Linked DNA regions of Zea mays: region 1 is linked to region 2. A link is a contact called in public Hi-C data. All regions are on one chromosome and are shown on one strand. Each heading gives the region's core, a stretch centred on a gene start, on an enhancer-like site or on the middle of the called end of the contact. The rest is flanking DNA. Distances are from core to core; before and after follow the strand shown. Region 1 holds the start of LOC100279573. Region 2 holds the start of lox11 (linoleate 13S-lipoxygenase11).

Region 1 (5,627 bases), core at 1,928-4,427, 440 kb after region 2:
CTGTGGATACAGCACGGTGTCGAATCGGTGGCTATAAGGCTTCTGATACGATTGCCCTGTACCTGACACACTAACACCGAGTTTGTCCCTGAACATCCCGGCTACCTCGTCTCTGATCCTCTCCGCCATGTCTGGCGACCATCCATTGAGTTTGTGGGTGGAAATCTCAGGTTGCCTGACATCACTCTGTCGACTTTCCTCCCAGGGATGTTTGATGTGTGTGTTAGGTGTCCTATTAATGTCACCAGCTCCTGCCCTATACCTCTCAGGCTCTCTTGTGGCCGAACAGTATTCAGCCCTATGTCCATGAGGTGGTATGGTATGATTATAATGTGTTGCTGGTGGGGCACCATAATGTTGTTGCGATGAATGTGGAAATTGTGCGTACTGCGCAGCTCTCGGCTCTGCGTACGCATATCCAGACGGTCCGGCGTAAAAGGCCGGATGGTCCGTGACCTGGCCAAATGGTCCGAAGGTATATCCAGATTGTCCAGCCGTATATGGTGCTACCTGGGTAGTCTCGTACCCAGACCGTCTGTCGTAAAGAACTCGACGGTCCGTGATCGGGCCGAATGGTCCAAGGCTGTACCCGGACGGATCGGTCATATATGGCGCGACTTGGGCAGTCTGCGCGTGGACTCGTGTAGAGTCGGATGGTCCGGTAATACGTTGGCCGGTTCATGCCATATCCGGACGGTCCGACGTAAGATAGCGGACGGTCCGCAACATATCCAGACGGTCCGGTGTGATGCACCGGACGGTCCGTGATGGGGCCGAATTGTTCGGGGTTGTACCCTGATGGTCCGGCCATGTATGGTGCGACCTGGGCGGTTTGTGTGCGGGCCTGCATCTGGTCGGACGGTCCGGCGAAATACGCCGGACGGTCCACGGTATAACTAGACTGTCTGAGATGATGCTCGAACGGTCCGGCCGCGTCCAGTACTTGTCGCGTGCCTAGTGGTTGTGGCTGTGATGGTGGCACGAAAGTGTGCATCGGCATACCATATGATGGCTGGGTCAAGGGTGACCCATTTATAGCCGATGTGTTTGACGCGGGTGGCTCTGTATTAGACTCTTGCGATGGAAAGATAGGAGCAGCTGATTTCTCGTATGAACGTAGATGCATTTTAATAGATTCATCTACATATTGCTTTAACTGATCTCCTCGTTGATCCATGAAAGTCGTAAGAGATAGATCTGGAGTACTTACAGCGGGACCCTGAAGTGGAGGTAGGAGAGATTCCATATCGATCTCCCCTTGACGGATGATCTTCTGGTGGCGATCCACTGTGAAGTGTGACAAATACTTTTCTGCCGCCTCCTTGCGCCGTTCAGAGAGTTTATGCAGCAGTTCCGCCTCTTCCTTGTCGCGTTGTTCGTTCCATTGCCGCATCACCTCCTTCTCATCGCGCATTACGAGGTCTTCAAAGGGTCTTTGGTCATCAGCCGGGAGCGCCTCCATGGCTGGCTTGATGATGTTGGTGGTGGAGATCTTGGTGTGATCCTTCGAACCGGCCATCTATGGGCCGATTTTTAGCAGGTCTAGACACCTATTCCCTAGCGGAGTCGCCAAAAGTATGTTGACATCTTTTTCGGGCGCCAAACACTGCGTGAGAATCGGTGGCGGTGCCTTCTGCAGAGGCGCGGACGGTCCGCGACCAGGGGCTGGACGGTCCGCGACCTGGTACAGGGGCTGGCGTTCCCTGCCTGATGGCCGGACGGTCCGCGCCTGCGCAGGGGCGGCGAAGGTCGCCGGCGGCGCCTGGATCTCACTCCTGGGAGGGACCCCGTCGGGGAGGAGAGATCCTAGGGGTTGTCTAGCCTCGGGCCGGCCGACCTAGACTCCTCTAATCGGCGTAGAGTCGAAGAGAGGCGAAGAATTTGGGGATCGAGAGGCTAAACTAGAACTAGACTAGAATTACTCATAATTGTGCTGGAAATAAATGCGAAATAGAAGTGGTATTGATTCGATTGTTAGGGGGTTCAATCGGCCGTAGCCCTTCATCTATATAAGGGGGAGGTCTGGATCCGCTTTGAATTGATTTCCGAGTCAATCCCATGGTTTTAGGTAACAAATTTCACGAGAAATTAGGAACCCTAACTGACTCTGCGCACGCGCGGACCGTCCGCGCCATCACCGCGGACAGTCTGGACCGCGGACCGTTCGGCCTCAGGTTCGGACCGTCCGCGCCGGTCGTTTTGACTTCCAACACTCATGCTATAAAGAAGTAAAGAAAAACACTAATTATTTTGGGTATTGTCTCCTGCACATTATTTTGGGTATTGTCCGCGCCTGCACGAAACGCTGACGCTGCAAGGAACGCGCGGAGGGGACGGGGAGAGCCGGAGAGGCACGAAGAAAACTCATAGAGATAGAGACGTAATCTTCAACGATCAGGATTTCATTCTTTTTTCCATGAAAAGTGTGAAGCCGTCTCACTTTCTAGGTGGCAAAGTGTGACCTAGCTACCAAATTCAAATCATTCACCTACAGATTATTCGATCAACCTTTCTAAACAACCAGGATCATGTGTTTGCTCACGAGAGCCAAAAACCGATGCCCCTTTTCTTTCTTGTGGAATCGAAATATGGAAGAGGTACGCGTTGCATCAGATTTTGTTTTTAATTTGCAGTTGTGTGTTCAGTGTTCTATTCTTCATTTTACATATTATTAATTTGTGACTACAGCCCTGAAGCGCCTTTCCATCCATGTATAAAATCCCATATTACGGAGGACTGAAAGGGGTGACATTCATATATATATATATATATATGGCTGGAGCTTAAAAGTCCAATCTGTGTTCTTTTCTACCTCTTTCGGTCTCCGCTGAGACTTGAAACAGCCTTTCATGGATGTACTGAAGAGAAAAAGAACCTTTTGTACCATAAGATAGTAGAACAGAATTGGTGTCTCAGGTATCTTTGCCCCACCGTCTCCAGTATCTCAAAAATCCAACGCATAACTCACAAAAATGACCATAATATGGTTTGAACCGTTTGTTTACAAATTTGGATATGCCATTTCGATTTCAGATTTCTTCAAAGTTCTGAGTCTCCAAATTGGCAAAAAGTTGAAGTTAATGGGGGCCATGTGCATGTGTCCGGGTCCGGCATCTGGAAATGGAATGGTACTCCAATATATATTCGGCTCGCCCCTCACCAACCGGTGGAGGACGACGACCGGTCCCATTCCCCCCGCCCCAACTTGTCAGGACTCAAGAGGCTCCCCTCCTCCCTCGCCGCGGAACACGCGCGCCGTCGTCGCCAGCCCGGGTTCATTTCTCCGTTCCTTGGTAAGCAAGTCTAGGCCTAATGTTCGTTTTATTCGCTGGGATTGGGATCTCTTCCCCATCGCGAGCCCTCGAATCCAGCCTCATCTTCGTCTCCGATCTGCCCCCCGCTCAGCCGCGGATTCTTTCGCTGCGTGGTGGGACGGAGCCGAGTAGTAATTATCCGTTTGCTTCCCCTAATTTCTTCTCTGGGGTCTCGGTCAAATTCGGCTGCGGCGGTGACCTGATGGGATCCTCTATTTGTTTGGTTGCTGTGTCTGTGCAGGTGCGGTGGTAGCCGAGCGCTCCGGCCATGGCGTTCTATCGGGGCCTCACCGCAGTCTCGAGACTGCGATCACGCATGGTGAGTGGTCCGTGTAGCGGTGGCGCTTTGTCTTCGTGTCTGTGTGTATGTATGCTGCTTCACCGGTTGTGGGGGTTGTCGTGCTGATATTTTTTCCCCGTGCTGCTCGTGTTGCCAGGCGCAGGAGGCCACCACGCTGGGGGGTGTGAGGTGGCTGCAGATGCAGAGCGCGTCCGATCTCGTAAGACAGTTCGTCTTCCTGTTATGCCTTGTGGTAGAGTTTTGTGTACTCTGGATAGCATGCTGATTGTGTTTCTGCAAATGCAGGATCTTAAGTCCCAGTTGCAGGAATTGATTCCGGAACAACAGGTTTGCTGCGCGTAGACTATCTGTAAATCTTGTAAAGTCGAAAAGTTCTTGGGGGGTATCTGATGCCTTTATCTTCTGTTCTTTTAGCCAATAGCAGCTAATAGAGAATGGTGTCATGTGTCAATCCCTTTTCCTTTAGCTCATTATTTCTGTGTTCAATACATTTTCACCTCAAATGCATGCAGGAACATGTCTGCACGACTTTAGTTTTGCACCTAGCTGTAGTTGGCAAATTTAGAATAATAAAAGTTTATTATGAAAATCTACTTTGTACTTTGTTTATCTACCCACCTGTCTTCATCTGGCCTTGCTGTTCTCATATGTTAGTCTGTTTTGTTACAGGATCGCTTAAAGAAGCTCAAGTCAGAGCATGGAAAGACCCAGCTTGGAAACATAACTGTGGATATGGTATGATATATTGCTTATCAATTGTCTATGGATAGTTTTGTTGCTTTTATAGCATATACTAACTTATCCTGGGAAATTCCTGAATGATGTTCCTCCAGGTCCTTGGTGGAATGAGAGGGATGACTGGAATGCTTTGGGAAACATCCCTACTTGATCCAGAGGAGGTAATCTTGCAAGCATCCTCTTCATGATGCTATGTTAGCATAGTGTACTATTAGCTCGTGCCCACTCTATGTCAAAATATGTACACTGTTCCAAATTTAATTCAGTATTACACAAGATCTACAGAAGATGCATGGGTTTTTTTAATAACACACGAATTTGCTGTAGTTGAAGCCTTGAAGGTTAAGCGTTTTTTAGCATGGTAGCTGCATTTCTTGTTTCTTTATTTGGGTTAATTTGGAGCTTGTCAAACCTGAATGGCTGGACGTACATCACTCATCATCTTTGTTTTTTGATGTAATAATCTAGTTTTGACATTAACATATTTATGAATTTCAAAGTGAAGCAATGAATCACATCATTCATGCGCTAATAACGACTTCTTTTCTATCCAGGGTATTCGTTTTAGGGGCCTCTCAATTCCAGAATGCCAAAAAGTGCTGCCAACAGCAGTTAAGGGCGGTGAACCTTTGCCTGAGGGTCTCCTTTGGCTTCTTTTGACGGGGAAGGTATATGCCTTCCTATATTCATTCAATTTAAATTTAAAAATGTGCCAAATGTGTTCTGTTAAGAATACATTTCTCGCCTATCTTTGTATTTCCATTCCTTTAATATATTTTAGTTTTTTTCCCAATTCTCATCCTATTTCTATAAGTTTTAAGGCTGTGTTTTTTTTCTTGTTTCAGGTCCCAACCAAAGAGCAAGTTGATGCACTATCAAAGGAATTGCTTGCGCGCTCAACTGTTCCAGGTATTCTGTGCACACTGCTGTCTGCTTGTGTTATTGTTTTGACCAATTAAATCTACAATTTATCTGAACAAATTGATGCTAATGTCTCCCTATTCTAAAATTCAAAGGTAGTCACAGATCATCGAGAAATCTATATATTTCTGTTAGTATGATTGTGTTAAGTTTATATGTTCGATCTTGCCACTTTGCTCTCTAGCAGCTGATAATTAATATGGTTGCAGCTCATGTCTATAAGACAATAGATGCTCTCCCAGTAGATGCACATCCTATGACACAGTTTACCACAGGAGTAATGGCTCTTCAGGTGATTACATTTCTGTCATGCTCTTTTCTAAATATAATATCATAATTGTGAAATAAAATAG
Region 2 (6,061 bases), core at 1,355-3,854:
AGAATGAACATTGTCATGACAGACACATATGTGCAACTAGCGTGTGCCTTGCATCCATATGTGAACTATGTCATGGGGACCACGAACAATCTCATGACAAATCTTCATAAGGGTGTCGAAAGGATGTTTGATTCGAATACTGTTGCAGTGGCACTCCAAGAGTATGACTTCTTCAAGAGGAAGATTGTAGACTTCTCAAGTGAGCTTGCAAGGAGAAAGGCCATTGACTGCGTGACATCTCCGTTGAGTTGGTGATCCATGTTTGGATCAGATATGTCGACACTACAACGTGTTGCTAAGCGGTTACTATCAGAGTGTGCCTCGTCGAGAGGGTGCGAGCGCAACTGGAGTACTTTTGCATTCATCCACACAAAGCTCTGCAACAAACTCAACTACTTTCAATTGCATGAACTTGTGTTTGTTAACTAAAACCTTCGTCTTAGCATCCAACAAGCATCTAACACACCAGAGCCTAGTGAGTTTGATCCTGCCTTGGCCTTCATGGATCTATCATTACACAGGCATAATGAAGCCATTAGAGATTGGATGGAAAGAGGAAGATCCAATGCACCTCCAACGTTGGATGAAGACTCACCTATCAGTGACACTCCTCTTCCTAGCACACTATTTACATCGCTTGTACACAAATATGGAGGCACATAGGAAGTGCAAGAATGGGCCGATGAAACAGTTAGCGACACCCACCTTGGCAAGGGGAAGACAAGACTTGGTCCATCAGATAGGAAAGGAAAAGGGTCAAAATCACCAATCAAATCGAAGAGGAAGAAGAGGATGAAGACAGTGATGATAACACAACCGACCCTAGTGCAGGTGATGATGGCAACCATGGTGATGTTGGATTATATTGTGCAGGAGGGAGTGGTGCAAGAGGGAGTAGTGCAGGAGAGAGTGGTGCATGAGATTGGAGGTCCACTAGAGGAAGTCGGTTCACCCATGCCACACAACATTCTTACCATGATGCACCTCATTCACAGCGAGAGACAATAAGTGGTCGGCATCGTTCAGTTTCATTTTCTGTCCAAGATGGAATCCGTAGCTCAAGTAGCTCCAATTCTTCTAACTATCCGCTTGGACAAGACTCAGTCTATAACCCTTTTGCATGGCAATGGCAACCGGGTCAAGGACCACCAGACAAAGTACCACCATCGATCATGTATGGGTATGGAAACTATGGACCCCCTCCACCGCCATATTCAAATTTGTCAAATAAGTACCCACCAGGACCACAATATGGGTATGGATAAGTTCCCGCTGCACCAGTATGTTATTTTTGCTTCGTGGATAAGTATTTATTTGCCGTTCTTGTTTTCTCGCTAATGTATCTCATATCTTTTTGTATAGAACTATCACTATGACGGATTGAAACCATATCACGATCCTTACAACATGCTTGGGTACTATCACTATGACTCGAGCTGAACATGTGAGTATTATAAAAATAAGTCGACCTATGTGTCGTTGACGCATTGGAGAGATGCAAAAAAAACTTGTATTTGAGTATCGCGAAGTTCGTTGGTTGTTTGTTGTATAAGAACTGAAGTTTGCGGTTGCATATGTATGTCGTATGTTATTTTGGTAAATATATGTCGTGTGGATCAATTAATATTTACTGTGCAATGTGAATCGAGCAAATTACAAATAGAATCCTGTCATTTTTTTCTTATGTAAAAAATAGTGAAAACCGATGCATTTTTTTTGGAAAACCAACGGTTTAGGGAAGTTTAATTTACCGCAGGTTTTTCATCGATAAACCGCCACGAAACTAAGTTTGATTTGGTTTGGGTAAACTGGTCGGTACGCGGAGTTACCGAAACCGAAGGGGTGCGGGTTTTTTAGGCTCAAAACGGTAAACCCGTCGACCATTTGCTCATTGTAACAGCAACATGACCGTCAACAACGTGACCAGTTGCCGAGCAGGTCAAGTTGCAGTCGGTGACCATCTTCTCAGAGCCGGGCACCTCGATCTTCAGTCGACAGCGACCAGCGGTCGTGCATGTGCAGCCTCCAGCCTTGCCACGACTTACCTACCTGGCCAAGGCGAGTTGCGAGCTACTCTTGTGAGGGGCACACCGGCCCACGCGTCGCACACGGTACATATCCATGGAACCACGTACGCCCAGATCGATCGTTTCGAGACAATCTTCTCTTTGTCCATGGCAAGACGTTGGACACTGCAACAGCAATGGTACTTGATCGTCAGAGCACTCATCGGTGGTCAGGGAAACAGTTCGAGCCAATCCGCCCTTTCAAAGACCCGGCCTGTCGATCCTCTCGAGATCGAGTCGTTGGTCCTTCCGTTCCACGCGAGATCCTGTTAGGTGGTCACGGAAACAGTTCGAGCCTGCCTTGCAAAGAACAGCTCGCTCTGAGCATTGGCACACACACACCACACCAGTCGCTGATATTAGAGAAAATTCCTGGTATGCCATCATATTTTATACTCATCCCTTGTGTGCCACTGAGTGGCATATAGGTATATTTTTTGGTGTCTATGACATGTGGGGCTAGTGGCATACAAGGAATGAGTATATTTTCCAGTGGCATACAGGGAATTGGCCCCTGATATTATTCCGATCCCCCACGTGCAACACGGCATCTACCCCACCGGACTCACTATATCTACGGCCCATCAGCATACGCACAGACCGCGCGCTCGGTCGACTACTGGCTAGCTTGTTTCAGTCGTCCGATCTGATCTACAGAAAAAGCAGGGGCAGGGCAGCTAGCCATGATTCAGATGAACATGAAGCAGCCTCTCGTGCTGCCCGCGCACCGGGGCAATGTCATCGGCTCGCGCCTGGCGTCGTCGCCCTCTCCGGTGGCGGCGGCGGCGGCGGCGGCCAGCAGGCGGAGGGGCGTCGTGTCCTCCCCCCGCTCCCGGCTCCAGCGCCACATGCGGCTGCCGAGGATCAGCTGCAGCGCCACCGAGGAGGCCAGCGGCGCCGTGTCGGCCGTCACCGTGGAGAAGATGCTGACGGTGACGGCCTCGGTGCAGGCGGCGCCGGCCATCGGTCAGATGTACTTCCAGCGCGCCCTCGACGACGCCGGCGACTTCTTCGGCAAGACGCTGCTGATGGAACTCGTCAGCTCCGAGGTCGACGCAAGTGAGTAGTAGTGCGTGATACCGTCCGTCTGTTAGTCTGTATGTATATGTACCTGAACCTGATCGAGCGAGTCTGAGGCTCTGAGCATGTGTGGTGGTGGTGGTGGGTGCAGAGACGGGTCTGGAGAAGCCGCGGGTGACGGCGTTCGCTCACAAGACGCTGCGGGAGGGCCACTACGAGGCGGAGTTCAAGGTGCCGGCGTCGTTCGGGCCCGTGGGCGCGGTGCTGCTGGAGAACGAGCACCACAAGGAGATCTTCATCAGGGAGATCAAGCTCGTCACGGGCAGCGACAGCAGCACCGCCGTCACCTTCGGCTGCAACTCCTGGGTGCACTCCAAGTTCGACAACCCGGAGAAGCGCATCTTCTTCACCCTCAAGGTCAGCCGTCACAGCATGCATATAGGGCACTGCTGGGAACTTGCTATAGCCTATAGCTGCCAGCTAGATGCATGGCATATGACCGTTGCTTCGATCGATCGCGTGCGTGCAGTCCTACCTGCCGTCCGACACGCCCAAGGGCCTGGAGGACCTGAGGAAGAAGGACCTGCAGGCGCTTCGGGGCGACGGCCACGGCGAGCGCAAGGCGTCCGAGCGCGTCTACGACTACGACGTGTACAACGACCTGGGCGACCCGGACAAGAACCCCGCCCACCAGCGGCCCGTGCTGGGCGGCAGCAAGCGGTACCCGTACCCGCGCCGCTGCCGCACCGGTCGCCCCAGGACCAGGAAGGACCCCGAGGCGGAGGTGCGCCATGGGCACAACTACGTGCCCCGCGACGAGCAGTTCTCGGAGGTCAAGCAGCTCACGTTCGGGGCCACGACGCTGCGCTCGGGCCTGCACGCGCTGCTCCCGGCCATCAGGCCGATGCTCATCAAGAGGGAGCTGCGCTTCCCGCACTTCCCGGCCATCGACGACCTCTACAGCGACGGCATCCCGCTGCCGGCGCAGACCGGGTTGGGCGCCATCCGCAGCATCGTCCCGCGCGTGGTCAAGCTGGTGGAGGACACCACCGAGCACGTCCTCCGCTTCGAGCTGCCGGACATGATAGAGAGTAATTAACGAAGCATCTCCCCGGGCCCTCACATCAAGAATACAATACTAATAGAAAATAAATTCAATAATGGCACTAATCAATGGCTTTGCTTTGCTTTGCTTTGCTGTTGCAGGAGACCGCTTCTCGTGGTTCAAAGACGAGGAGTTCGCGAGGCAGACGATCGCGGGGCTCAACCCGCTGTGCATCCAGCTCCTGACGGAGTTCCCCATCAGGAGCAAGCTGGACCCGGAGGTGTACGGCCCGGCGGAGTCCGCCATCACCAAGGAGATCCTGGAGAAGCACATGAGCGGCGGCGCCGCCATGACCGTGGAGCAGGCGCTCGCGGCGAAGCGTCTGTTCATCCTGGACTACCACGACGTGTTCCTGCCCTACGTGCACAGGGTGCGCGAGCTGCCGGACACGACGCTCTACGGCTCCCGCACCGTCTTCTTCCTCACGGACCTGGGCACGCTGATGCCGCTGGCCATCGAGCTGGTGCGGCCCAAATCGCCGACGCAGCCGCAGTGGAAGCGGGTGTTCACGCACGGGCCCGACGCCACCGACGCCTGGCTGTGGAAGCTTGCCAAGGCGCACGTGGTGACCCACGACACGGGGTACCACCAGCTGGTGAGCCACTGGCTGCGCACGCACTGCTGCGTGGAGCCCTACATCATTGCCGCGAACCGGCAGCTCAGCCGGCTGCACCCGGTGTACCGCCTCCTGCACCCGCACTTCCGCTACACCATGGAGATCAACGCGCTGGCCAGGGAGGCGCTCATCAACGCCGACGGCATCATCGAGGAGTCCTTCTGGCCGGGCAGGTACGCCGTCGAGCTCAGCTCAGCGGCGTACGGCGCCACGTGGCAGTTCGACACGGAGGCGCTGCCCAACGACCTCGTCAAGCGTGGGCTCGCCGTGCGCCGGGACGACGGCGAGCTGGAGCTCACCATCAAGGACTACCCCTACGCGCACGACGGGCTCATGGTCTGGAACACCATAAGGCAGTGGGCGGCCGACTACGTCAACGTCTACTACAAGTCCGACGAGGCCGTCGCCGCCGACCCCGAGCTGAAGGCGTTCTGGGACGAGGTGCGCAACGTGGGCCACGGCGACAAGAAGGACGAGCCGTGGTGGCCCGTGCTCGACACCCGCGACAGCCTCGCGGAGACGCTCACCACCATCATGTGGGTCACCTCCGGCCACCACTCGGCGGTCAACTTCGGGCAGTACCACTTCGGCGGATACTTCCCGAACCGCCCGACCACCATCCGGAAGAGCATGCCCGTGGAGGAGGAGGCGGGCCGGGACGAAGAGATGAAGAAGTTCCTGAAGCAGCCGGAGACGACCCTGCTGGACATGCTGCCGACGCAGATGCAGGCCATCAGGGTGATGACGACGCTGGACATCCTCTCGTCGCACTCGCCCGACGAGGAGTACATGGGAGAGTTGGCGGAGCCGTCGTGGCTGGAGGAGCCCATGGTGAAGGCGGCGTTCGAGAAGTTCGGCGGCAGGATGAAGGAGATCGAGGGATTCATCGACGAGTGCAACAACAACCCGGAGCTCAGGAACCGGTGCGGAGCAGGGATCGTGCCGTACGAACTGCTCAAGCCCTTCTCCAAGCCGGGAGTCACCGGGAGGGGCATCCCCAACAGCATCTCCATTTGACCCGTCCGTCCTCTCCATCCAATGGGGGTTTGCCTTATTGCGTGCACGCTAGCTAGCTGCTTGGAAATAAAAATAATTAAAATAAAAGGTCTCGTCTGTACTATTGTATTGTACCATGGATCATATCGTACATGTTGTGTCAATGCAAAGAGGCACGTTTGAGTTACCATTAGGATGACATTACTAGCAGATCCTTTTTATGTTATCGTCTTTAGAACTTTGGATGACCAAGAAATA

Evidence for each region. A called contact is a pair of places that touch in the nucleus more often than the background predicts.
Region 1: a contact with region 2 is called in a Hi-C map of ear, with 3 times the contacts expected there. The contact joins the promoter of LOC100279573 here to the promoter of lox11 in region 2. A contact is called at or near these places in 2 of 25 Hi-C or Micro-C datasets (ear and leaf).

The regions. Positions count from the first base shown.
Region 1 is chr5:126,323,678-126,329,304 of Zm-B73-REFERENCE-NAM-5.0, forward strand. LOC100279573 reads left to right here and starts at 3,178. Exons shown (of 20, transcript NM_001155598.2): 1 at 3,178-3,293; 2 at 3,556-3,633; 3 at 3,752-3,814; 4 at 3,901-3,942; 5 at 4,285-4,350; 6 at 4,449-4,514; 7 at 4,908-5,021; 8 at 5,199-5,262; 9 at 5,484-5,566. The coding sequence starts at 3,583.
Region 2 is chr5:125,883,407-125,889,467 of Zm-B73-REFERENCE-NAM-5.0, forward strand. It overlaps lox11 (linoleate 13S-lipoxygenase11), which reads left to right and starts at 2,605. Exons shown (of 4, transcript NM_001112511.1): 1 at 2,605-3,125; 2 at 3,238-3,503; 3 at 3,616-4,177; 4 at 4,293-6,024. The coding sequence starts at 2,750. The coding sequence ends at 5,824.